6 separate regions of the Mus musculus genome follow, and regions 2, 3, 4, 5 and 6 are each linked to region 1. Evidence: chromatin contacts called from public promoter capture Hi-C data. All regions are on one chromosome and are shown on one strand. Each heading gives the region's core, a stretch centred on a gene start, on an enhancer-like site or on the middle of the called end of the contact. The rest is flanking DNA. Distances are from core to core; before and after follow the strand shown. Region 1 holds the start of Mapk1ip1l (mitogen-activated protein kinase 1 interacting protein 1-like). Region 2 holds the start of Ero1a (endoplasmic reticulum oxidoreductase 1 alpha). Region 3 holds the start of Gnpnat1 (glucosamine-phosphate N-acetyltransferase 1). Region 4 holds the start of Fermt2 (fermitin family member 2). Region 5 holds the start of Ap5m1 (adaptor-related protein complex 5, mu 1 subunit). Region 6 holds the start of Tmem260 (transmembrane protein 260).

Region 1 (3,880 bases), core at 982-3,481:
AATTGGAACCCAAGCTTTAGAGTAATTAGTGGCATGGCATAGACATTCCTGAGAAGTGGTATCTCTGCAGTCTGGAATAAAAGCTAGAGTATTAGGTTAAAGACAGGCTCCGGGGTAAGAACAGTTTGTATAAAACCAGAGGAAGACCAGTCTGGGGGAAAGCAGATGCAGTTCAAATTGGCTGGAATACCAGAAAGCAGTAAGACGTTTTAGCAGAGGGTTTTGGACAAGAGTGCTAAATAGCTTTACAGCTTACTTGACTGAGTCAACCTCAGTTTCTTCATGAAGTTAGAATGGGCTGTCATGCTATACAGGAACTAAACAGGACTTCATCTGACCCAGTGACTAAAACTGGAAAATAGCAACAAATGTCCAATTCTCTCTTCCTGCCATTCTTAACATTTTAAAAACTATACACGGGGTTGTTCACTTCCATGGAGGTTCCCCAGAAGGCTAGAAGTGCTTAATGTCCTGGAGTTATACGTGGCTGTGAATGCTGGGACAGAACTCCAGTCCCCTGCGAGAATAGTGCATGTGTTCAACCTGAGCCATCTCTCTCCACACTGCAGCCCCATCTTCTCCTTCTCACTTAAACACAGAACAAAAAAGCCACCAGAGTAGACTGCCTGCCTGGCCTATGGTCAAATCCAGTTCTCTGAGTCCCATACATGGCAGTAAATGGGTATTTTCCAGAGATTTGCTGAGGCTTATTATACTAATCTGTAAATAAATCTCTTAAGTCACTGCCTGGCACTGAGCAAAAAACTCAACAAATGTTAGCTTTTACAACCGATACAATATGGCCACAAACCTTTGTCTATTTTCAAAGCAGAGAGCAACTAAAAAAAAAAAAGCAATTTCCTAAGTACTGCACAAACTTATTTGGTGGCAAAAGCTGACCCGACATTATTTATCCATTTCATTTTCCACCCACTCCCCGCTATAGTCTGAATAGTTACAACTGCTGAATTTTTTTCTTTCCTTCCCTAAAGTTTTGGGACTTGAATTTAGGACCTTGTAGCAAGCCGGGCTAGCACTTATCTACAGGCTCACCCTGTGCAAATATTACTAATTAACAGTCCCCGAGTCTAGGGCTCCTCTATAGTTAACAGTCACAGAATCTCAAGATTGCTGAATTCCTAAGGTTCCTGAGCCCAACGCTCAACCTCTGTAGGGAGAATGAAGATGACACCGATTCCTTCTGTAATCAAAAAGAACATTCCAACCTCGGCAGCTGCAGGAAAAAGTTTTTGAAGGGAAGTGTTCTAGAGAGTGGCTCCAATACTCCACGACTAAAAACTGCCCTCCTCCCCACCCAAGGAGCGCCACTAACAAAGACTTCCGAGGGCGACTCCAGCTTCTGAGGGTTTGGCCTCCAAACAGGCCTTTCGCACATGGGGGAGGGGGCAACACGTGTGTGTTTCTGTAGTAGGCTGTTACACATCTACGGTGGGGTCTGGTTTAGATACTTCAACTTTAGGATTCGTGAAAACATTACTTTCAGTTTTCATGGCAGGGAGGAAAAAAAATGGTTCAAGCGTTCTAGCTAGCTCAAAGGAGAACGTCACTCACTCAGCCCATGGCACCTTCTGTCCCCCGTAGTCATTTAAAGAATGGGTAATTACGATCAGCGAGAAGCTTGTCACACAGAATTATCAGGCGCCAGACCTTGCTGTAAGGATTCGGGTCTCCTCCACTGTCGTTTTTATTAGAAATTAGTGGCTGGGATACCGGTGGAGGGGCAAGGGGACGGGGGGGGGGTGTGGGGGACAAACAAGCTGCCCTTTAGGGTTAAGGGAACAAAGGGAATCCGGGATCAACCGGAGCGAACCAGCCCCCAGCCGGTCACGCAGGCGGATGTGGGGGAGGGTCGCCCGCTCCCGCCTAACCCCTCACCCCCCGCCCGCCCCCGCCCAAGCCTGGCATGACGTGGGCGCCCCGGAACCCGACGGGCGCGACATTAGATCCCTCGGTCGCCTGGTTCCCGGGGGACCCTCCCCATCGAAAGCTCTAGAGCCGCCAGGCCCCCCGGGACCCCGCGTCTTCGCATCGTCTCCCGCCAGCCTCGCGCCCCGCCGCAGGCGCCCAAGCGGACTCACCCGGCAGGATCCGAGTCCTAGGCGCGGCACAGTGGCGGCGGTGAGTCCAGAGAGACGGGCAATGGAGACCCGCTGAAGGCCTGATGGACCGAGACGACAGCGACACGGCTCCTCCTGGCACCGGAAAAGGAAGCGGGGAGGCCGACCTGGCCGCCCGTTATTTCCGCCCGCCCCGCCCAGCTTGCACTGCGCCTCCAGCCGGCCGCCCACGAAACTGCAGGCAGGGCCGCGTGGCTCCGGGAGCCTGGGCTGTTTCCCTCTGGGTGGAGCGCGGGAAGGTTTCCCTGCTTCCTGAGTCCAAAAGACCCAAAGGAAACCCCCTGGCCGGTGATGCTCACCGCAACCCAGGGACTGAAAGCGGAGTTTGGATTCTCTGTGTTTAGAGGTTTTTGTAGACAGGCTCCAAGCTGGCTGTCAGTAGTCCTGTTAAAATCGAGGGTAAAGAGATGAGGGAAAAGGGAAGTCTTTCTAAAGGTCTTGCGAATGAAAACTTTTAAAAGCATATGTCTGCAGAGACTGAGTTGTATAAGTTGGAATTTCAGTACTGTGGAAAGATTGGAATGTTGCAGGTCCAGGGGCTAATTACCTTATCTTGGGCTAGTGCTAGCCCTCCAGAATAGCCACCTCTGTGTCAAAACTAATATCTTGTGGCAATAAGATTAAAAACCTTTTAGGTCTATTAACAGGCAACTAGCCTCTGCCAATCCAAAAGCTAAGAATGTCATCGGATAATGTCTTAGATGTATAGAAAAGCTTCCTCTATCTTGATGTACCCTCCAATGTATCCATCCACCAGTGTGTTTTAAACTTTGCCTTGATTTATAGCGTTCTCTGTTCTGTAAAACTAAAAACCTCGTGATACTGGTTCCATGTTGGGACATGGAATTTGAGGTAACCTAAATTTGTGTTTTGGTGCCATCATCATTCAAAAATGGGTCCAGAATAAGCTATCTCTGATTCCCTTTAAGTTTTAAATTAAGAATAGTGGCCTCAACCTGTGGTTTATGAACCCTTTGGGCGTCGACTCTTTCATAGGGGTCGAATATCAGATATTTACATTATTTATAACAGTAGCAAAAATACAGTTATGAAGTAGCCATGAACTAATTTTCTGGTTGGGGGTTACCACAACATGAGGAATGGTATTAAAGAGTCACAGTATTAGGAAGGTTGATAAGCCACTGCTGTAAGATGAGAGGTGTTGGGTTTTTGAGACTGGCCTCTGTTTCTGGGAGACTCAAAACTGACATACCAGAAAGCAAAATCTAAATCTACATACAGATTTTCAGCCGGTCGTGGTGGCGCACACCTTTAATCCCAGCACTTGAGAGGCAGAGGCAGACAGATTTCTGAGTTTGAGGCCAGCTTGGTCTACAAAGTGAGTTCCAGGACAGCCAGGGATACACAGAGAAACCCTGTCTCGAAAACAAACAAAACAAAAAAATTTTTTTCATTTTTTTTTTTCCTTCCCAGACTTCTGATGTATGTCAGGTCCCAAAGAAACCCTAGACAAGTAAGTGGCCTCCCCAGCACTTCTCACCCCACCCGCTACAGTAAACCTATCTAACCTCTAACCTCTATGACTTCATTTCCACTGAGTGTTCTCCTAATCTGGTTTCTCTTGTCAGGTCTCTTTATCTCCAACCCCCCCACCCTACCCCACCCCACCCCACCCCACCCTTATTCCCCACCCGCCACGACCCTGTTCAGTCTGACTCTTCCAGTTGCCACTGGCTGTTCTCTCCCTCATATCTACAGTAAAACCTCTCTTCTCAACCATA
Region 2 (3,880 bases), core at 757-3,256, 2.0 Mb after region 1:
GTCGTTTTTTTTTTTTCAAGATAGGAACTTGTTATATAGTCCTGAACTCTATATGTAGACCAGGCTGTCCCTAAACGTGTGCTGGGACTAACTACACTATGAGCCACCAAGCCTAGCCACTCATCTTTTTTATATTCCAAGGGGTCTGAGGAGGTCTCGGTGTGGCTCAGCACGAGGAGCACACTAAGCATCCATCAGTGGATGAACAAATAAGGAAGCACACCCTGAGTGTGTGTACCCTGACACAGAGTACTGTGTAGACTTATAAAGAAGGGCATGCGGTGACCTGGAACACAGCTGTAACTGCAGAACACCATGCTAAGTGGAATGAAGCCAAGAGCAGAGAGAGAAGTGCTGTGTGATCTCATTTGTGTGAAATTTAAAAAGCCAGTCTCATAGAATCTGTAGAAAAGTGGTAACCAGAGAAGGTTGGAGAGAGGAAAGTTGGTCCAAGGGCACAAAGGTACAGTTAGACTGGAAAAGTAAGTTTCGTTGACCCATGGTATTGCATGGAGGCTGTGGTTTATATACCGTGTACTTGGAAGCTACTAATAGACTGAAGATACTAATAGACTTATTTTTTTAAACATTCTTGTAAGAAAAAGTCAAGCTGGTGAGGTGATGGATATATTAGTGTGATTGAGTCTTCCTACAATGTACATATGGATTGAAAACATATCTTACACACAATTATTAGTGAACTAAAAATAAGACTGGAAGACTGGTTGTGGTGGCAACAGGTGTTTAATCTCAGGTCTAGGGAGGCAGAGGTGAATTGATTTCTGCCTGTTCGAGGCCAGCGTGGTCCACAGTGTAAGTTCCAGACCAGTCAGGAATACACAGTGAGACCCTTCATCAAAATAAAAATGCACTACCCCAAGCTAAACGAGACAACGAAGCCAAGAAAACTGACGACATTGTCAGTTTTATGGAGCCGATGCACCTGTGTACTTCCAAGGCCAAGCTCGGCATTGCAAAGTGAATTGAATGGAAACTTGCTTTTAATCTGGAACAGTGTGAAAAGAACACCAGCAAAAACACCTGTAACAGAGACACTATGATCTGGTTCTAGAAAAGGTAAGTATGAGCTGGAATATAGCTATCGTGAAGACAATATTAGCTTATAAGGCCATATTATCTTACTCTGTGTACAGTGCATGCTATAGATAACAGGCTAAGCAAGGCTTCTCACTGCCTGACTCCAGTTCTTAGCAACAGCTTTCCCCATTTCCACTTATGAAACGAGAGATTGAATAGTCTTTACCACATTGCTCTCTAGCTTGTGAAATATGCCTAATTCGCATAAAATACAGCAAAAAAGGAGTCAATTTTTTATGAACAAATCGGGACTACACATTGAGCTAATATCTTCTCTATGCTAGTTTAATAAAAACATGTTTTTATTATTATATTTAAACATTTATTTATAAAATAGAGCCTAACTCTATAGGGCAGGAAGTATGTAGCTCAAGCTGTCTTTGACATTGAGCAATCCTCTTGCCACAGTCTCTGGAGTGTTGGATTATAGGTGTAAGCCGCGGTGCACAGCCCTTTGGAAACCAATTTCACCTGTTCCCTTTGTAGGATGTAGGAAGGGAAAAACTAGAAAGCCACTGAATCGTGTGTACGGCCGTGCTCCCCGAGATGAACTCCAACATCCTTTTAAAAGGCTTAGGCAGCCAGAGCACGGCGGACACGTAACCCAGGCTCGGGATTTCCTAGTGTTGAGAAAGGATGGGCTGGCTGGCGTGAGCTCCGGGGCGGGGCGGGCAGGACGGCGCAGGCCCCGGGCAGTGTGGCTCGGGGGATACCCCGACCCCGGAAGGACCGCGTCTTTGCGCCGGACGAGCTGCAGGCCAGGTGTACCGGAGGCGGGTGCGTGAGCGGGGCGCGCAGGAAGGCGGCCGCCCGAGGCTCGCGTGGACAGAGGCGCGCGCCGCTGCACGTCCGCAGGGGAGGCGGGAGCGCGGAGGGCGCAGGGCGGAGCGCGGGGCGGGGCCGGCGCAGGCTACTTCAGCGGGCGCGCGGCCTGCGCCGGGGAGCCAAGCACGGCGGCGCGGGTAGAGGGCGGTGGGCGGCGAGCGGCGATGGGCCGCGCCTGGGGCTTGCTCGTTGGACTCCTGGGCGTCGTGTGGCTGCTGCGCTTGGGCCACGGCGAGGAGCGGCGGCCGGAGACAGCGGCACAGCGCTGCTTCTGCCAGGTGAGGCGCGCGGGCGGCCCAGGGGCTGCGCATCTCCGGGCGCCGGCGATCCTGATGCGCGGCCCGCACCGCGTTCCCGATCGCCCCGGGACGGGGCACCCTTCGATGGGCGTGGGCGCCTGGCCAGCTTGTCACACTGCTTCCTTGCATCCTGCCTTGGCTGCTCCGTGTCCACAGGACCGGGGGTTCTGAATGGACCCGGCACCTGGGCACCTCGTGCGAGCGGTGCCGGGGACGTCCCCAGCCTTTCTGTTCCCGATATGGACTCTTGGGGAGACTAGTTGTTCTTTAGGTCTTGTCGTTGTCAAGAGGTTGAATGACCTTGAGGGGCTCTTTGGGTGGCCTGATCTAACTGCCTGGTGTCTTTGCGGCTGTTGTTGTCCTGTGACTTCTCGGCCTGTGTATGGTGCACCTTGCCCCTGAAGCTTATTCTCGTATACTGACACTTCCTTTGCGGAATCCGAGGTAGGCCCTAGCTCTTCTGTATTCAAGTTTGATTATGAGCTGTGATTATTTACTTCTGTAGGAGATGTGGGTTCCGTGAGCAAAACATTCAAAGAATTTTATTTTCTTAGTGTAGCCTGTAAATTTTGTATGAGGCCGTTTAGGCTAGGCGCATTGAAATAACTGTGAATTTCATTTTGCTGTCTTAAGGAAATGCTAACAGCTTGGAAATACCCAGAAGTATCATATTCAGTCGATGTGCTAGTCTCTTAGTGCTTTCTTGTAAAGCCTGGAAGAACTCTCGAATATTAGCGGTTCCCCAGACTTTCTTCTGTTTAAAAGTGTATTAGATCATTTTATTACTGAGATACTTAATATGTAAATTGTATTGTTAAACAGACGTTCACGACCACACCTGGCGCTGGCCAGCACCCTTTCCCCCTCGACTTGTTCATTACTGTTCTTTACGATGTTTAAAATACAGGTTTGTTTTGTGGGTATGTATATTGTACCTGTGAATGTACGCATTGTAGGGGGTGCTTTTAGTCCACAGCTTGCAGGAACCTCTCCCCAACCACCACATGGGACACCGGGATCCACCTCGGGTCCTCAGGCAAATGACCAAGCATTGGCTTTCTTATAGCCCTATAAGCAGTGGCTCTTCTTATAGCCACCTTTTTGGTGGACTTCGATTTCTGAAATTACATCTATAAAAAAATGGAGGGATAGACAGCCAGGTCACTCGTGGGTCTTATTATTTGTGATCAGAAATACGTGTATGCTGCATATGATACTGTAAGATAAGCACTCGAGTGTCAGGAAGAAGGGGTGTTATCTGTTTCATCGCTTTAAACTTTTGGATTTTATTGTTTTGTTGAGTAATTTTGGAGCAGAAGTGAGTTGTTAGAAGTCCAGAAAAAGGCCATTTTTCTATTGATTACAAATTTAAGGTAAACAGTTTCAACATCTAAACACTTGAGATAGGAAGCTTTTAACTAGAGTGTTGAGAAAAGATACTAGGAGTTACACTTTCAAGTATGTTCTCTGGGTAATGGTATTCAAATACTGTTTGACTCTTCAACTTTGTTATACAACCAATCTTTTTGGATATTTACTTAAAATTGAGGAACTTTTAATTATTTTTGCATTTTCCCTTGGTTAGTAATAAGGGGTTTTTTTTGGTTTTTTTTTTTTTAGCTGTTGTCAAAATATCTTCAGATCAATCGATCCATCTA
Region 3 (3,880 bases), core at 920-3,419, 1.9 Mb after region 1:
ACCTTAGCAAATATGTTATCCCAACACTACAACGCTTGATATGCAGAGGGCACAACACGTGGTCAGCGGGTGAATGGCTGCACTGATGTGGGGAGATATCCACCATATAAATTCAGAATACAGTTCACATGTATTGTGCTGCCCTGAGTGAAAGGAGAGACAGGGGATTGTAAAAGACGTAGCGGTGCTCACTAACTATGCCCTGTTCCAGTTAGCTAGCAGTTTTAGGCAAGGCTGTGTTTACTAATTGGCCAGTCATTGTGAGTGGAACATCAGCCTGAGTTAATCGGTAAAGGTCTACCTGTGATTTTCTAGTCTCTTTTCATTAAAGATATGATTTATTTCAGAGTATAGTATTTTTGTGACAGGGTGGTCTGGGCCCCTATGAGATTGCATCGAGTAATTACGCTGCCATTTCTGAGTAAGACATGCAGTTAACTAACAGGTTTTGTTGCACTGGAATTTGGGTAGATGTTCCTCATTTCACCATACTGTAGTTTATTCCTTCTACACACACATACATGTACACAAACTAGCATCTTAAGCACATATTACAGGCCAGGATACATGTTGAATGTTTTATTTGTATTGCTTTATTAGACCGTCACAGTGTCAGATTAGGTACCAGATACCACCAAAGATTAGGAAGCTGTGTCACAAATGTTCAAAGCCACAAGTAAAATGGAAGCACAGCAAAGGAAATTCACATAATCCGAAGACATTTCTACCAAGCTGTTAACATAATGTTAATTCTACAGGCGAAGCCATGGGGACACATGACTTTTTATTCTGTATTTCTCTGATGCTGCAAGTTTTAAAATAAGCAAAATAATGTAGTAAGACATTAAAAAACAAATATTTTGGCTGGCGGGATGGCTCAGTGGGTAAGAGCACCCGACTGCTCTTCCAAAGGTCCAGAGTTCAAATCCCAGCAACCACATGGTGGCTCACAACCATCTGTAACAAGAACTGACTCCCTCTTCTGGTGTGTCTGAGGACAGCTACAGTGTACTTACATATAATAAATAAATCTTTAAAAAAAACAAATATTTTAATGAGTTCAGAGATGGAAGTGGTATACGTCTTGGTATATTCAAGACATTTCTTCCTCCTCCCCTATCTATCTATCTATCTATCTATCTATCTATCTATCTATCTATCTAGTGACAGCATTTCTCTACATATTCGGGGCTGTATTTGATCTAATTGTGTAGAACTGTCTTGAACTCACAGAGATGCACAAAGCCTCTGGTCTCTAGTGCTGGAATTAAAGGCATGCACCAAGTACTACACACACACACACACACACACACACACACACTCGCTGTGTGTGTGTGTGTGTGAATGTATGTATGTATGTATGTATATCTCCAAATCTCTGCTTCCTCACTTGTCAGATGACACTAAATGACACTTAAGAGAGAGACACTGGAGGTAGGAACCTTCCCAGGACTGAGATTACAGAACAAGCACAGTATTTGCTGTATACTGTAAGATGCTTTCAGGGCCCTGGCCTCTACCCCACTCTTCACTGCCTGGAGAACGTAGCCACTTCTTGCCCAGAGTAAGCTGAAATGTTCCGGGTGTCATAGGAAGCAAAGGGCTGCAGTGGAAAGCTCAAGAGAGCTCAAGGGTGAGTGGTTCCAGCTCAGTTTCTAGAAGACAGAAGCCCAGCCTTGTCTCAGACATTTGACAATCAGGAGATGTAATCACCAGTCCTGTTAATGGACTGCATGCAAGTGAGGGAGGGGGACGATGGGACTGACAGGGTAGGAGCCTTAGGGCTCGGAGAATGAAAGGAACCCACACCGGTCATCGCGGTAGGCTGCTTATACTCCTATGGCTTTATTTTCAGATAAGGTGTGAGAGCGACGGTGGTACTCTCGTGCAGTGAGCGAAAGGCAAGTCTGGAAGGTAAACTGATGACGCAAGCTTTGCCCCTGGTCTTTGCCCCACGCCCCGCCCCGCCCCGCCCCGCCTCGCCTCCGGAGCCCAGGAGTGGTGTGCGTGGCCGTGCCTCCGCGTGCGCAGCGGTGCGTGAGGGCGGGGCAGGGCAGAGGCGTTGGTCCGGCCACGTTTGGCCTGGCGGTTCCGGCTGCGGCGCGTGGGGGCGCACGGGGGGCGGGGCTGGAGCTGCAGCCGGATCCGGATGCGGCGGCGCTTTGACCCGCAGGGAGACTGACGCGCCGGGACTGGAGCGTGGTCCGCTCCAGTGCGGTGAGGCGGCCTGGGGCTGGGACGCGAGGGCTGGCGGGCTTGGGACCGCAGAGGCTGAGACGCCCTGCCCGGGAGCCGGGCGGCAAAGCTTGATGCCCGGCAGTCTGGCCGGGCAGGGTCTTGGAGGGCCTAGGAGTGTCCGTGGCGTGGGAATGGGGGACGGTCCTCACCTTTTCTGCCGCCGTCCCTATGAAAGGGCGCGAACCCTCGGTTCCCTTTTACGGGTGTAGCGGTCAGAGCCGCTGAAGACAAGCACCGGCTCTGAAGAGCCCCAGCTGCGCAGACTGTATGAAACCTGGGGTGGGGGAACCTAGAACTTGAACCTCTAGAAACACCAACTGTGTGGTTTCTATTATGTGTTAGAGCTAATGTTTATGTAAGGCAAGCATAAAATTTGTTCCTGTAAAAAAATAAATGGGGGTTTGTTTGGGATTAATTAATCCAAGAGTAGGTCTCAGGAAATGGATTCATTAAGGTAGGAATTGTATGATTCAAACAGATTCCATGATGCAAAGATTGTCATCTGTTGACTTTCCTGCAGTAATGCTCTATGGGAAAATGAGAGGATCCTCATTCCAGGCCACTCATTTGTTGATGAGTGTTAACTAACCTTAGGGCTAGTCTTGGAAACTCGGTGCTCCCAACTGTGCAACTAGACTTGGGGCTAATCAGATCGTGTAGATTAAGTACACTAACGGGAAAGACTTCTTGCTTCATGAAATACTACCTTTCATGAAGATACTCGGAGCTGTCTACTTATCTGTCTGTCTACCTGTAACCTATCACAGCGAGTTTGATTTGGCTGCAGATCATGTTTAGAAATGTGTGAATCCTGGTCTTCAATCTTCCTACTTGTTGCTCCGCTGTTTTTCAGGAAGCAGCCGCTCCCCATCTATATCCAGACTCATTCAGAGGCTGGGAAACCAAACTTGAAGTTGGGTGTATGTCTTTTGTCTTCTCACTTGTGGCCATGTGGCAATCTTTTTTTCTACATGACTTTCTGAAATGTGATTTCTAGATAATACCTTACGTCATTCATTATTCATTGACTAGAGGTTCACTGGACTAGGGCTTAGGCAATACTCAAGCATTGTAAACAAATGCTAATTTAGAAGTTAAACCCTACTGGGTAGAGGGGGAGGGGCTTTTAGTTAGAGTTTACAACCAAACTTAGAGAGGAAGTTAGGTGGTGACCTTTAAGTGCTACAGAATGAAGGCTTCTTGTAGTTTTGTTTTGATAAAACAGCCTGTGTAGCAGGGGCTAGCCTTGAACTTGGGTGGGGGGGGGAGTAGTAGAGAGGGGTACCTTAGAACCAGCTTTTTAAAAAAATCTCCATGTTTAATCAACTCCAATAATTAGTTTTAAAGTGTGTGTGTGTTTGAGATAGGTGTGACTGGGTAGCCTGCTGTCCTTGAGTCCCACACAGTCCATGCTTCAGCCTCCCTAGCACTGAATCCAGGTCTTTGCCACCTCACCTGAATTTTTATTAGATTGTAATTAGGCATGACCTCTGTCAGCATCATAAACTGTGTCTTTATGACTAGGAAGAAAGGCTTTTTTTTCCTTTGGATTTTATAAATCTCATTTAAAAAGAGGTTTGGCTCTCATCAGATCCTTTGTGTTTAACCAGACCAATGCCTGTCCTCATCTAGTTAGTAATGA
Region 4 (3,880 bases), core at 648-3,147, 1.8 Mb after region 1:
AACTAACATTTGGGGAATTTCCTTCTAGTCTTTTTTCAATCTAAATATTTAAAAATGGGTGTGTTCTTTCTTTCTTTCTTTCTTTCTTAATTTTTTTTTTTTTTCTTTTTCAAGACAGGGTTTCTCTATATAGCCCTGGCTGTCCTGGAACTCACTTTGTAGACCAGGCTGGCCTCGAACTCTGAAATCCGCCTGCCTCTGCCTACTGAGTGCTGGGATTAAAGGCGGGTGCCACCACGCCCGGCTATGAGTGCGTTCTTGATTTTACAGAGGCACGTACAGTTTTCTACAGATTTTTGTTTGCTTGCCTTTTTGAGACAGAGTCTCTCTAATAGCCCAGGCTGTCGTGGAACTAACTAGGTAGGACAGGCTGGCCTTGAACTCAGAAAGACCTGCCTGCCTCTGCCTCCTGGGCGCTAGGATTAAAGACATGCTCCACTATGCCTGGTCTGTACAGATTTTTTTTAACCCAAGCAACTAATTCTCTACATTATTAAAAATATTCTCCTATGTATTTTCCAACAACATAATTTCATCAACACTGTTTCCACCCTGAACAACATTGCTTCTAAGTAAACCACCCACAACGTCTCAGAGTAGAAATAACTGGAGAGAGGCAAGCTTGGAGAAGTGCATCAGTTTCTCCATGATGACTGGCTAGTGTTAGCAGAGTGGTTTCCCTTTTTTTTTTTTTTCCACTCCCAAACCTCTGGCATTTGACTCGAGTTTTCCTGCTTTCACTCCCTTACGGGTGTCCACCCCTTTCTGCAGGCTGTGCTTTTTTCTTTTGCTGTTGTGTTGATGAACAAAGGGTTATTTGCGCGGTAGGCTCCCCTTTGAAGTGTCTAGGGCAGTTCACGAAGTCCAAGACACTTTTTAAAAACCAAGATCCTTTACAGTATCTTATCGGACTCTCCTGGACTTAAATAAATTGCTAGAAGAGGCAACCCCTGGCTTGCTGATTCTGAACAGTTCCCTTCAACAGAGTGTAATAGTTAATGGGAACGTGGAAGTGGGCCTTCGGGGACCTTTCTTCGTCACTAGTCAAAGTCTTTAACAGCTCAACATCAGTTCAAAACTACTTAAATGTCTTGGAAGTGTGTGGGAGGGTAAGGAAGAGAATGTGCGTGCATTCAAAATACTGAGTCCTCTAAGTTGCGGAGGAAAAGTCCCAAGTACGCGCCAACAGTTGGCGTGGGTGGAGAAGGGGTCTCGGGGAAACCACTGCCCTCCTGGGGTGGGGTGGGGAGGTCCCCCTTTTCCAGCCGGAGCGCATGAGCCAAGCTTTTGCGTCTGGCAGGCACTTGGGTTCCAGGGGTTAATAATGCTCGCCGACTCTCATGAGTCCAGCAGGAGCCGCAGATTGGTGCGGAACCCTGCTTGCCAGGCAACTTTTGTGGCTCACCGCCCCTCTGTGTCCTTTCTCCTACTTTTGTGGGATGTTCAAGGCAGACATCGTAAAGTTTCTGCATCCCAACTTCTCTTCCTAGCTCCCCGGCGCGGTGCCTTCGCGCCCGGGTTCCCCGCACACGTCCCGGGGCCTGGGAACTTCCCGAGGCAGCTTCTCACGCATGAACCCCGGGGACCCCGCTGCAGGCGCCGCCTCAGCCCCGCGAGCCCCCGCCCCCCACCCCAGCTCCGCAGCCGAGAGCCCGGATGTTGGATTCCATCCCTGCGCCTGGTCCTTCATTTCCATAAAAGGGCAGCGCTCCGCAGGGCCGAGATTGCGGCCGCCGCCTCCCCCCGCAGCGCTCCCCCGAGGCGCGCACCGCCCCGGCCCCACCAGAGCGCGCGCCGCCTCCTCTCCCCCGCGGGAGCGCGGTCAGAGAAGAGCCAGAGAGGAGGGGGCGGAGGCCGGCTGCGGGCGGTGCTGCGGGGCGGGGGCCGGGGCGGGGAGAGGGGGTGGGGCGGGGGCCGCGGTGCCGGGACTCCATTAGCAGCGGCGCGAGGCTTCGCTTTCCTCCCGAGCAGCGACGCGGGTGCCGCCAGCCTCGCCTGTTGCCTCGGGAGCCCGGCGGGAGGAGCGCGGTGAGGGGCGCAGCGGAGGACGGGGCGCGGGGAGGACGCCGCGGGAGGAGCGGAGCGCGCGCCGGCGCGGCGCGGTCTCCCCGGCCGGGTGGGGAGGCGCGGGGCGGTCCGGGCGCAGCGGCGGCGGCGGCAGGTGAAGGCGCCCAAGTCCGCTAGGCGGGCGCGGCGGGCGGAGGCCACGGTCTGGGTGCCGAGTCGCCCGCGCTCGCGCCCTTGGTTGTGCGCGCGTAGCCGCAGCTCCTCCGCCTTCTCCCTCGCAGCGGCCGGCGCCGCGGACTCGGTGGGGTTTGTCTTCCTTTGGGGGAGTGACGCTGACGAGAGCCATTTCCTCCGCGCTCGCAGGAAGGGAGCCATGGCTCTGGACGGGATAAGGATGCCAGATGGCTGCTACGCGGACGGGACGTGGGAACTGAGCGTCCATGTCACGGACCTGAACCGTGATGTCACTCTGAGAGTGACCGGGGAGGTGCACATCGGAGGGGTGATGCTGAAGTTGGTGGAAAAACTCGGTGAGTAGCACCCCGATGCCTCCAATAAAGACTTCCCAGAATGAGAGGAGGGGGTGGGGAGGGAAGACGGCGGGGGGAGGGGTAGAATTGGGAGATCCTAGCTCCTGGCGTGTGCTGCGCTTAAAATGCGAAATTTGTTAACGTTAGGGCGCATAGACGTGCTCCCCTCTGCGTCCTGCTTGTTATTTTGATTTTTACATAAGGTAGTGAGTGATTCGAACCTACCAAATGCTTAACTGCGGATTCCCGGGACGACTTGTTGAAAGTAACGAGGAGAGAGAGTATGCAGGTGAAAGTTGTGAATGTGGTATTACGGGTCTGTAGGTGTTCCCACCTCTTATCCTCATGGAACCTGGATGTTGATGGTGGTGTTTATTGGGGAGAGTGTACAGTCAGCCCGGTCTGGAGAATGTGCACTGGTGTTGGTCGGTATGAAGTTTCAGTAGCTGTACTACGTGATGGAGTGCCCTGAAATGTTCCACTCGTCCGCTCTTGCGAGGGGTGGGGCAGTGCTTGACAAACTTGGTATCTGTATTCTGAGTTGGAAGTAAGCTATCAGGAGCATTAAGAAGCCAACGAAAGAACTTATTTTTTATTTTTTGTTTTTTTTTTGTGTGTGTGTGTGTGTGTTTTGTTTTTTTAAAGCAGACACTAAACTGAGTTGAAGATGACAGTATTTGAGTGCACATAGATACTGCATTGATTCGGACTTGATTGTAAGGAAGGGCTATCACCCAGGATATTCGAGAAAACTGCACTCCACATTTTGTGATAAGGCAAACCATTTTTCACCTGGCAGATTGACCAGACTAGATAAGATGGGTGATTTTATCCGGAGAGCGTTTATCAGAGCAGCAGCTTTCTGGCCTGTAAAATGCTTGCTGCTTTGTATAATGAAGTGATAAGGTGTTTTGTGTGGGGATGTCTTTTGTGGCAGGGTTAGTTGGTTTTAATCAGCATTCATGTCTCAGGCCATCCTGGAAAAGTAATGAATATTCGTTTCTCAGAAAAAGTATTTCTTACCAAAGGGGAGGGGGAACTGCATATTTACCATATAACGTAAATGAAATAGAAGTTTGATATAATTTGGGAATTAGACTGAATTCATTTATTAGGTGACTCTGCTTTATGCCCCTGGAGGGAACTTTATTGTTGGAGGACTAAAGAGGAGTTAATTGCAGGGGGCCCTTCTTAGTACTGTCCATTGATTGACTCCCAGAGATAGCCCAAGAACGAGCCCCCAAGGGGCCCTTTAAGAATTCAGTTTTGCTGCTTTAATCAAGTAACTGTCAGTTTACGTTTGGTTTTTTGTTTGTTTGTTTGTTTTTTGAGTCAAGTAAATC
Region 5 (3,880 bases), core at 776-3,275, 1.8 Mb before region 1:
AAAGATGTACTCCTAGTGGACTTAAATATAACAGATAAAATTATACAGAATGGATAAAATGGTATCTTTGGAAAGGGTAATTCACAGAAAAGGTATTTCAAGAGTCTAATGAATATTGTTACAGAAAGGTATACAAATAGAAATTAGTTCTCCTTTACTGGTAAAATTAAAATAAGAGTCAGGGAAATACAGAAATTCATCGATTTCTTTTTTTTTAAGTGTTTATTTATTTTATGTATATGAGTACACTATAGTTGTCTTCTGACACACCAGAAGAGGGCATCAGATCACATTACAGATGGTTTTGAGCCACCACGTGGTTGCTGAGAACTGAACTCAGGACCTCTGGAAGAGCAGTCAGTGCTCTTAACTGCTGAGCCATTTCTCCAGCCCAATTCACTGATTTCTAATGACTCTGTTTGCATTCAGGGAAGCTATTTGTCAGTATTTTGTTAAATCAGTACAGACATGTTCTAAGGCCCTGTTTGAGGATGTTTACTAGATAGCACTGTTCTGAAAGGTAGAGGCAGCTTGGACCCTATCATTAAGGAATGTAAATAAAGAAAACCATAGATTCATACAGTTCAAGTATCTAGAGCTGCATTATCCAGTATGGTAGACACCAGGTACATGTGTTACTGAAATGTAAGCAAAACTAACAACTAATGGGGGTCATGGTTGTTGCATTCCTTTAATTCTAGTATTTGGAAACCAGAAGCAGGAGGGTATCTATGAGTTTGTGGCTAGCTTGGTCTACACAGTGAATTCTGGGTAAGCCAGTGGTACACAGTGAGGCTCTGTCTCAAAACCACAGCAACAAAAACCTAATAACTGAGTTCCTCAGTTACACCATTCAAATGCTTTCTGGTTTACATTCGAAGAGATTTAAAATTGGTCACCTTTCTACCATACATTGCTGCTTTCCAAGAACACACATCTACTCATTAACACAGAGGCTTCTTAGAAATAATGCCAAGAGACAGGTAACAACTTCAAGAACTGACAGATGGGATCTCCTGAAATCAAAACAGTTCTGCAAAGCAAATAAAACTACAAGCAAAGTGGCGAGACAGCCTATAGACTGGGGGGAACTTAGCCAGCTATACTTTATATCGGGGTTAATATCTAATATAAAGAACTGCAGAGTCCTCTCCATAGAATTATCTTGGTAAGATATGGCAAATTCTAAAGGTGGGACCAAACCACTTATGCCACCTGGATAAAAAGGTGACTGTAATTTAATTTTTCACACTTCTATTTTGCTCACCCACTAGAAGCTGCAAACTATAACGTTCTTTAAGCAATCATTTTTGTACCAAACTTAAACAGATGGAATTAATTTTAAAGATACATTAGTATAGCCGGGTGTCGTGGCCCACACCTGTAATCCCAGCACTCTGGAGGTATCTGTAAATTCAAGGCCAGCCTGGTCTACGTATCAAGTTCTAGGACAGCCAGGTATACATGAATCCTGTCTCAAATATATAAATAAATAAAGATACAATAGCAGTAATACTAGAAAACATGTAGCATCATGTAACAAGCAACTCATTCCTTACAACAAAGTGAGATAAACGTAGAAAGCCTAAATTGCCCAAGGGCACCCTGCTAGCTGCTCCTGGGACAGCTGAGACTCAGCGCACCACAAAAACTCCTGCTTAGATTCATCCTTGGACCCATCATGCCTGAGGATCCAGACTTGCAATTACCTGGAGAATCTGACGGTGCCTCCAAGTGGAGTTCCTGGTTCGTGACGTATGAGCCACACTGCCCGCAGGGCCATGGTTAAGCCTCCCAAGTATCAGAGCGATGTAGAAACTAAGGTCGCCATCCAGCCAAAGTAGACCCCGCCTTCTAGATGGGCTGTACCAGGCAACGTCCGGGTTCTCCCTGAGCCGCAAGAGCTCACTGGAGATGCTCGCTCTTCCGGGTGAGGTGACTCAAGTCTCCCGGTCCCTTCAAGAGATTAAAACACTCCTCAGAAGGTCTTAAGAACCTACACCCGGAATCTCAAGGGACTGGAATACTCTTCTCGCCCACTTCCGGGACGGCGGCCCGCGAGGCTCAAGACGCGTCACCCTGTCGCAAACGAGCGCCTCCGCGGCCCGCTCGCCGCTCGCTCCTTTCGCCCGCCCCGCGAAGTCGGCCGGGCGCGCGCAGCCCCACTTCCGGCGTGCGAGGCGGTGACAATGGGAGCGGCGCGGGCGGCGCCGGGAGGCAGCTGACAGGCGTCTGCGGCTCCGCTTCATGGCTGCTCTCCCTCTCTGCCTTCGCTGTGTGAGGACCGGGGCAGCCAGCAGCGGTGCGCAGCCCGGGCCGGAGGCGGTAGGCCGAGCTGGGACTGGTGAGCGGCGCCGCTGAGGCGCAGCATGTGAAGCGGAGACGGCCTCGAGCGCGGGGCGAGCCTCTCAGCCGGCCGGCATGGCCACGACGGCCGAGCTCTTCGAGGTGGGTCCCGGGGCTCGGCGGGCGGCGGCGGCGGCGGCGGGGGAGGGGCGGGTGGCGGCGGGACGCTGGGCCGGCTCGGGTGGCAGGGCGGCCAGACGTCCCGGAGACCGGACGGGCAGTGGGCAGGGCTGACTCCGGAGCCCAGGGCCGGCGAGCCGGGTCTTGCTGTGCGGATCCTCGCGACGGTGCTACAGGGGGCATCTGAATGGAGACTCTGGGGGGCTCCTCGGTGCCGAGGTTCCGACAAGCTCAGAAGCGGCCCTGGGGTGCCTGCCGTCTTACCTTACAGTCGAAAAGGCTGGGAGGATTCTTTTAAGGACAATAAAGGCCTACTTAGCCTCAGCACGGAAGGGAAGCGACACATCTTACTGCATTTAATTGCTGTGGAACCCTCCGACTGCTAGTTAAAGGATCCTTGGGCTGTGAGAAGCTGTGGGAGCGTTCAGGTGCATTTTCTTGAGTGTTTCAATATTTAAACTTGACAGTTGGATTTTGTGGCGTGTCAGTGTCAGAAGCGGTGAGGTTTGAGATAATGGAATGGGGTTACAAGACAATGAAACAGTATCTTCTTGTGTGGAAAAAAATAGAAGTAGTCATATGAAGAAAAATGAGGAATACACCTTCTCCCCCGCTGGGGCGTGATTACTCCATAGCAGCAGAAGTGTAAGTTGTAGAGAACACTGCAGTTCACAGTTAAGAATGTCACCATAGGTGAAAATTGTATCCATTGAGCATCAGCGTGTTCTGTGGCGTGAATTTTAAATGCCATTGTTTCCATTAAAAAAAAAATCTAACTTTTCAGTTACTTTTTTTTGTTACTGAACGTTGACTTGCAGTCATTCCTAGCATAGATACTGCATTTGTTTAGAGAAATAGCATGCCTAAATTGTAAGTTGTAATGAAAGTGATTTGAGTAAAAGTTATAATTACACCTAGGAAAAATTTATTGCTGTTCCTCAGATGTAAATGTCTGGAGATATTATAACATTTGCTTCACCAGTCATAAAATTCTGCTCATTTACTGTGTATCCTTGGTCAAGATACTAGGTAATTCTGTAATTACTTGTTTCAATTTTTATATCTTACAGGCTTTGGGATCTTTAAATAATACTTTCATGACGAGCTACTTATTAACAGAAAAACAGTATATTATCCTACTGTTATAGTGAATTCTCTTTAACATCCACAATTTCCTCTTGGATGGAAAATTATATTTTCTTCTTTAGACGTATACCAAGATGTCTTCAGTAACTTATTCGAAAATGTGTTTTCTTTCTCAGGGATGAAGAAAGTGGGGGTGGGGGGAAGGGGTGAAGAAATTTGTATTTTGTTCTCTAAGTCTTGTCATTTAGTGGAGTTGTTAAAGTTGTTTAGCTTAGTGACAGCAGTTCTGTAGGAGAGAAACCCAATGATGATACAGTAATCGGAAGAT
Region 6 (3,880 bases), core at 683-3,182, 1.1 Mb before region 1:
AATTTAAAAAGGCAACAACTTCAAATTTATTTTCACTATGTGTGATGGATGGATAATTTAACAATGCCACCAAACTCTTTCGCATACGCATTAAGAAGACTGTTCCAGCATCAATCTGTAAGTCCTTCTCAGAAGACCCTCACTCACTGTGACTTTGCATGTAGGTTAGCCTTTTCTCATCTACAAAGATATATTACCTACCTTCTAGGACAGCTGGGAGGGTAAAACTCCATAAAAGGCACTTGGAACAATGAGTGCTGTACAGTAAATGCAATGTTATTCTTCTTATCCTGTATTTGTGGCTCAAATAAATTGTTTGATACTTTTTAATGGGTACAGAGCTATGTAACCTCTAAACTCTCCTTTATCAAATCCCTTGCTACCCTAAAACTCCTTCATTTTTTAACATTAATCTTAGGAAATTGGTAACTCCATTCCCAGCTATGCTAATGAAACACCACCCCCACTAAGTGTTCAGTGGAACCGGGAAGAGATGACCTGAAAATGGAGATGGAGGCTTCTCTCCGTGGCAGGCAATCTTGAAGACAGTCCTGGTAATCCCCATCTCAGGGCTTTCTTGCCGTGTAATCCTCTCCCCTTTGAACTGGTCTAGATTTACCGACTCTCTCCAATAAAACAGGGCAGTGGCATATCACTTCCAGGATTAGGTCTCAAAAATGACAGAGGTGACAGAATGCTCTCTTGCTTTTGACAGGAATCAGCTATTTTATGAAGAGAGCCACATGGGATATAGGGCTAGACTTAAGTTTGGAAGTAGATACTCCCTAAACAGGGTCCTGAGAAGTTGCAACCCTGGCCCCCACCTTGTCTTGTGTTAGTGAATCCGGCTAAACTGCACCTAGAGATACTGATCCACAGACAGATGATAAATGCTCCCCCCTGCAGCCACCAAATCCGGGTGAACTTGTCAGGTAGTGAAATTATAAACAGCTCATGGGCTCTTCAGGAAACGGTTTGACTGTTCCATTACAGAACCATTCTGAAAACACGGCTGATTATTATGAGAAATTATTGATCACTTTATCTGGCTGTAAAAACCAAACCAAACCAGGGACTTGTTTCTAGACTCAGATATGTGAAAAGTATGCCCTAGCTTAATCTGTGTGAAACCTGTCTTTCATTTTCACAGGAAGAGGGGTGCTTTCAGTTGCATTCCCTTTTATGAGTTCCCCTCTAAATTTTCTGCATGGCTGGTTCCTTAATATTCAGGTTCTAACTAATACACCTCCAAGGTAGCCTTTCCTGACCTTCTGAGGAATCTACTCATTACCACTCCAACCACATTCTCCCTTAGTGCCTCCGTAACTCACCACTACTTAAAATGTAGTTTATTTAATAACCCGTTGTGTCGTCTCTAAACACAGTAGAACGCTCCATGCTATTTGTTAACTACTGTCAATCTTTTTTTGTCTGTGACACTGTAAGGGCACGACAGGTGATACAGGTAACAACGATCCGGGCAAAGTGGACAGTGGTTAAATTTCATCGGCTGAGCAGCTCGAGAACACAGAGACCAAGATCCAGAACCGGAAAGAGAACTGGTTCTGGAATTCAGAACCGTGCACGGAGCTCCAGCGAGGGGACGCGGGGCCGGGACACCGAGGCGGCGGCACCCGGAGGCAGGGGGGCGGGGAGGAGGGCGGCCTGCGAGTACTTTACCCGAGTCTCCCCCAGGCAGCGAGCGGGGCAGCGTGAGGGTGAACACGGCAGCCACGGAGGCGAACACGGCCACGCTGCCGCGGAGGGCCCCGGAGCGCCACGGCCCCGCTCCGGCTGCCGGGCTCCCGCCGTCGCCATGGAGACCCATGGGCCCGGACGCGCGCAGCTCGCGGACCGTGACCCCTCGCAGCGGTGCGGACCTTCCCTGGCCGAGAGGCGCGCACAGCCCGCGCCGGCTTCCGGTCTAGCAGGGCCGAGCGCACCATACCTTCGCCCGCCAGGTCGGGGAGGAGGAGATGGCGGGCGCACTCCGGCACGGCTTAGGAGTCTTCTGGGGGTCACTGCGCGTGGTACTGTGTCTGCGTCAGTGTGCTTTGAAGTAACGAATCACAAGGGAGCATAATTCCCAACGACATCAATCATGGGCCAGGCCTACTCGCACTATGCAGTCTCTCTCCCCCTTTCCGCACTGACTTGGTCCGTTCCAAAAGAGACGGAAGTGGCGTGGATAACGGTGAGCCAGAAAGCGCTGCTCTGCCCCCTGTGGCGTGGGGTGGAACTGCATAAGAGAGCCCCCTAGAAACCCAACAAGGAAGGGTTCCAACCATGTAGTAAGCCACAAATACATTAATTGCTATTATATTTTTCAGTGGACTCATTGATCGCGGCTATGTATTTATAGAGCCTTGCCTCATTAAAATTAATGTAAATCCATATGCTAATTATTAATTCACTAATTTTAAGATATTAAAATGTGCTAATTAGCCTTTTTTTAACATGAGAACTCAGTAGGTGAGTTGAAATACTTGAGTTAACAAAATTAACTCTTCATGATAAGAGTGTCTCCTACTTAAATGAAGAAGAATGATTTTTGTTTTTTTGTTTTTTTTGCTCTAAAAGTGGAAAATGAAATCAAGAGCCCACATAAATAATGCAAATGGAATGTAGAAAGAGATGGGAGCTACTAGACAATACACAGCACACTGCTGAGAATTGAATCTAGGGCCTCATGCAGGCTAGGCTAGTAAACATTTTAAGCTTGCAGTTTGCATTATTTTAGCAATTATTCAGTCTGGGAAGGGAGCGGGCAACCTCCTTAGAATCTGTGTCAGAATACACGGGAAATGGGCAACATTCACAAATGTGCTATTTGCAGTCTGACAGGAACACTGTGTCCAGGCTGTGAAGTTGATAGGCAGTAATTGTGCCCACCTATCTTAGTCTTTTCCTGGTGTTTATAAAATGCTTTATCATCTGAGCTCCTGGGACACAGGGGTTGGGCAGTGTACTTTCCTTATTGCATGAGAAAACACTATGACCAGTGAAACTTATAGAAGAAGCAGTTTATTTGGGAGAGATTTTCATGGCTGGGAGACATGGTAGCAAGTTCTCCATTGACGTCCATTGAGGAAAATGCTTTTCTTGGTAGCAAGAGATCATGAGAAATACACCTTTCAACTAGACAGCTTGTCCAGGATTATCTTGTATGTATGTGTGTTCATATGTGACAATGTGTGTGTGTGGTGGGGAGGGGAGTTGTCCAAGTCTGTACATGTAGAGACCAGAGGTCAATTTTGGATGTCTTCAACTATAGCTGCCCACCTTGGGTTTTTTTGTTGTTGTTGTTGTTAGTGGTGGTGGTGTTTTTGTTTTTTGTTTTTGACTTGGTTTTGTTTCATTTGGGTTCTTTGTTTTGTTTGTTTGTTTGTTTGTTTGTTTTTTGATAAATTGATTAGCTGGAGCCCATAGAATCCAACTGTCTCCCAGCCAGTTCTGGAGTTACAGGTGCCAACAGCATGACTTGATTTTCTACGAGTTCTGGAGATCCAAACACAGTACCTCACTTTTGCCTAGTGTACTGGCTAGTTTTGTGTCAACTTGACACAGCTGGAGTTATCACAGAAAAAGGAGCTTCAGTTGAGGAAATGCCTCCATGAGATCCAACTGTAAGGCATTTTCTCAATTAGTGATCAAGGGGGAAAGGCCCCTTGTGGGTGGGACCATCTCTGGGCTGGTAGTCTTGGATTCTACAAGAGAGCAGGCTGAGCAAGCCAGGGGAAGCAAGCCAGTAAGGAACATCCCTCCATGGCCTCTGCATCAGCTCCAGCTTTCTGACCTGCTTGAGTTCCAGTCCTGACTTCCTTGGTGATAAACAGCAGTATGGAAATGTAAGCTGAATAAACCCTTTCCTCCCCAACTT

The links. Promoter capture Hi-C pulls out the DNA fragments that hold promoters and counts their contacts. Capture Hi-C pulls out chosen DNA fragments and counts their contacts.
Region 2: a contact with region 1 is called in a promoter capture Hi-C map of liver, with 4 times the contacts expected there. The contact joins the promoter of Ero1a here to the promoter of Mapk1ip1l in region 1. A contact is called at or near these places in 11 of 39 promoter capture datasets (the C10 cell line, the HPC-7 cell line, cranial neural crest and 7 more), 3 of 115 datasets of contacts at active chromatin or transcription factors (astrocytes, large pre-B cells and stem cell-derived neural progenitor cells) and 1 of 9 other capture datasets (adipose tissue).
Region 3: a promoter capture Hi-C map of pre-B cells shows a contact between it and region 1, with 7 times the contacts expected there. The contact joins the promoter of Gnpnat1 here to the promoter of Mapk1ip1l in region 1. A contact is called at or near these places in 3 of 39 promoter capture datasets (cranial neural crest, liver and pre-B cells) and 3 of 9 other capture datasets (adipose tissue, embryonic stem cells and liver).
Region 4: a promoter capture Hi-C map of liver shows a contact between it and region 1, with 7 times the contacts expected there. The contact joins the promoter of Fermt2 here to the promoter of Mapk1ip1l in region 1. A contact is called at or near these places in 4 of 39 promoter capture datasets (cranial neural crest, hippocampal neurons and liver) and 1 of 115 datasets of contacts at active chromatin or transcription factors (astrocytes).
Region 5: a promoter capture Hi-C map of liver shows a contact between it and region 1, with 2.6 times the contacts expected there. The contact joins the promoter of Ap5m1 here to the promoter of Mapk1ip1l in region 1. A contact is called at or near these places in 2 of 39 promoter capture datasets (hippocampal neurons and pre-B cells), 1 of 115 datasets of contacts at active chromatin or transcription factors (astrocytes) and 2 of 9 other capture datasets (adipose tissue and liver).
Region 6: a promoter capture Hi-C map of pre-B cells shows a contact between it and region 1, with 4 times the contacts expected there. The contact joins the promoter of Tmem260 here to the promoter of Mapk1ip1l in region 1. A contact is called at or near these places in 4 of 39 promoter capture datasets (embryonic stem cells, hippocampal neurons, liver and 1 more) and 1 of 484 Hi-C or Micro-C datasets (CD4 T cells).

Annotation. Positions count from the first base shown.
Region 1 is chr14:47,296,625-47,300,504 of GRCm38.p6, reverse strand. Mapk1ip1l (mitogen-activated protein kinase 1 interacting protein 1-like) reads right to left here and starts at 2,231. Exons shown (of 4, transcript NM_178684.6): 1 at 2,100-2,231. Gm35078 reads right to left here. Exons shown (of 2, transcript XM_006519856.4): 2 at 2,100-2,522. The coding sequence ends at 2,117.
Region 2 is chr14:45,316,698-45,320,577 of GRCm38.p6, reverse strand. It overlaps Ero1a (endoplasmic reticulum oxidoreductase 1 alpha), which reads left to right and starts at 2,006. Exons shown (of 16, transcript NM_015774.3): 1 at 2,006-2,201. The coding sequence starts at 2,088.
Region 3 is chr14:45,387,085-45,390,964 of GRCm38.p6, reverse strand. It overlaps Gnpnat1 (glucosamine-phosphate N-acetyltransferase 1), which reads left to right and starts at 2,169. Exons shown (of 6, transcript NM_019425.2): 1 at 2,169-2,217.
Region 4 is chr14:45,528,082-45,531,961 of GRCm38.p6, reverse strand. It overlaps Fermt2 (fermitin family member 2), which reads left to right and starts at 1,897. Exons shown (of 15, transcript NM_146054.3): 1 at 1,897-2,028; 2 at 2,371-2,537. The coding sequence starts at 2,381. Gm46452 (a long non-coding RNA gene) reads right to left here and starts at 1,740. Exons shown (of 3, transcript XR_001781252.2): 1 at 1,406-1,740.
Region 5 is chr14:49,064,694-49,068,573 of GRCm38.p6, reverse strand. It overlaps Ap5m1 (adaptor-related protein complex 5, mu 1 subunit), which reads right to left and starts at 2,025. Exons shown (of 8, transcript NM_144535.5): 1 at 1,710-2,025. The coding sequence starts at 1,783. It overlaps Exoc5 (exocyst complex component 5), which reads left to right and starts at 1,907. Exons shown (of 18, transcript NM_207214.3): 1 at 1,907-2,448. The coding sequence starts at 2,422.
Region 6 is chr14:48,444,404-48,448,283 of GRCm38.p6, reverse strand. It overlaps Tmem260 (transmembrane protein 260), which reads right to left and starts at 1,932. Exons shown (of 16, transcript NM_172600.4): 1 at 1,681-1,932. The coding sequence starts at 1,828.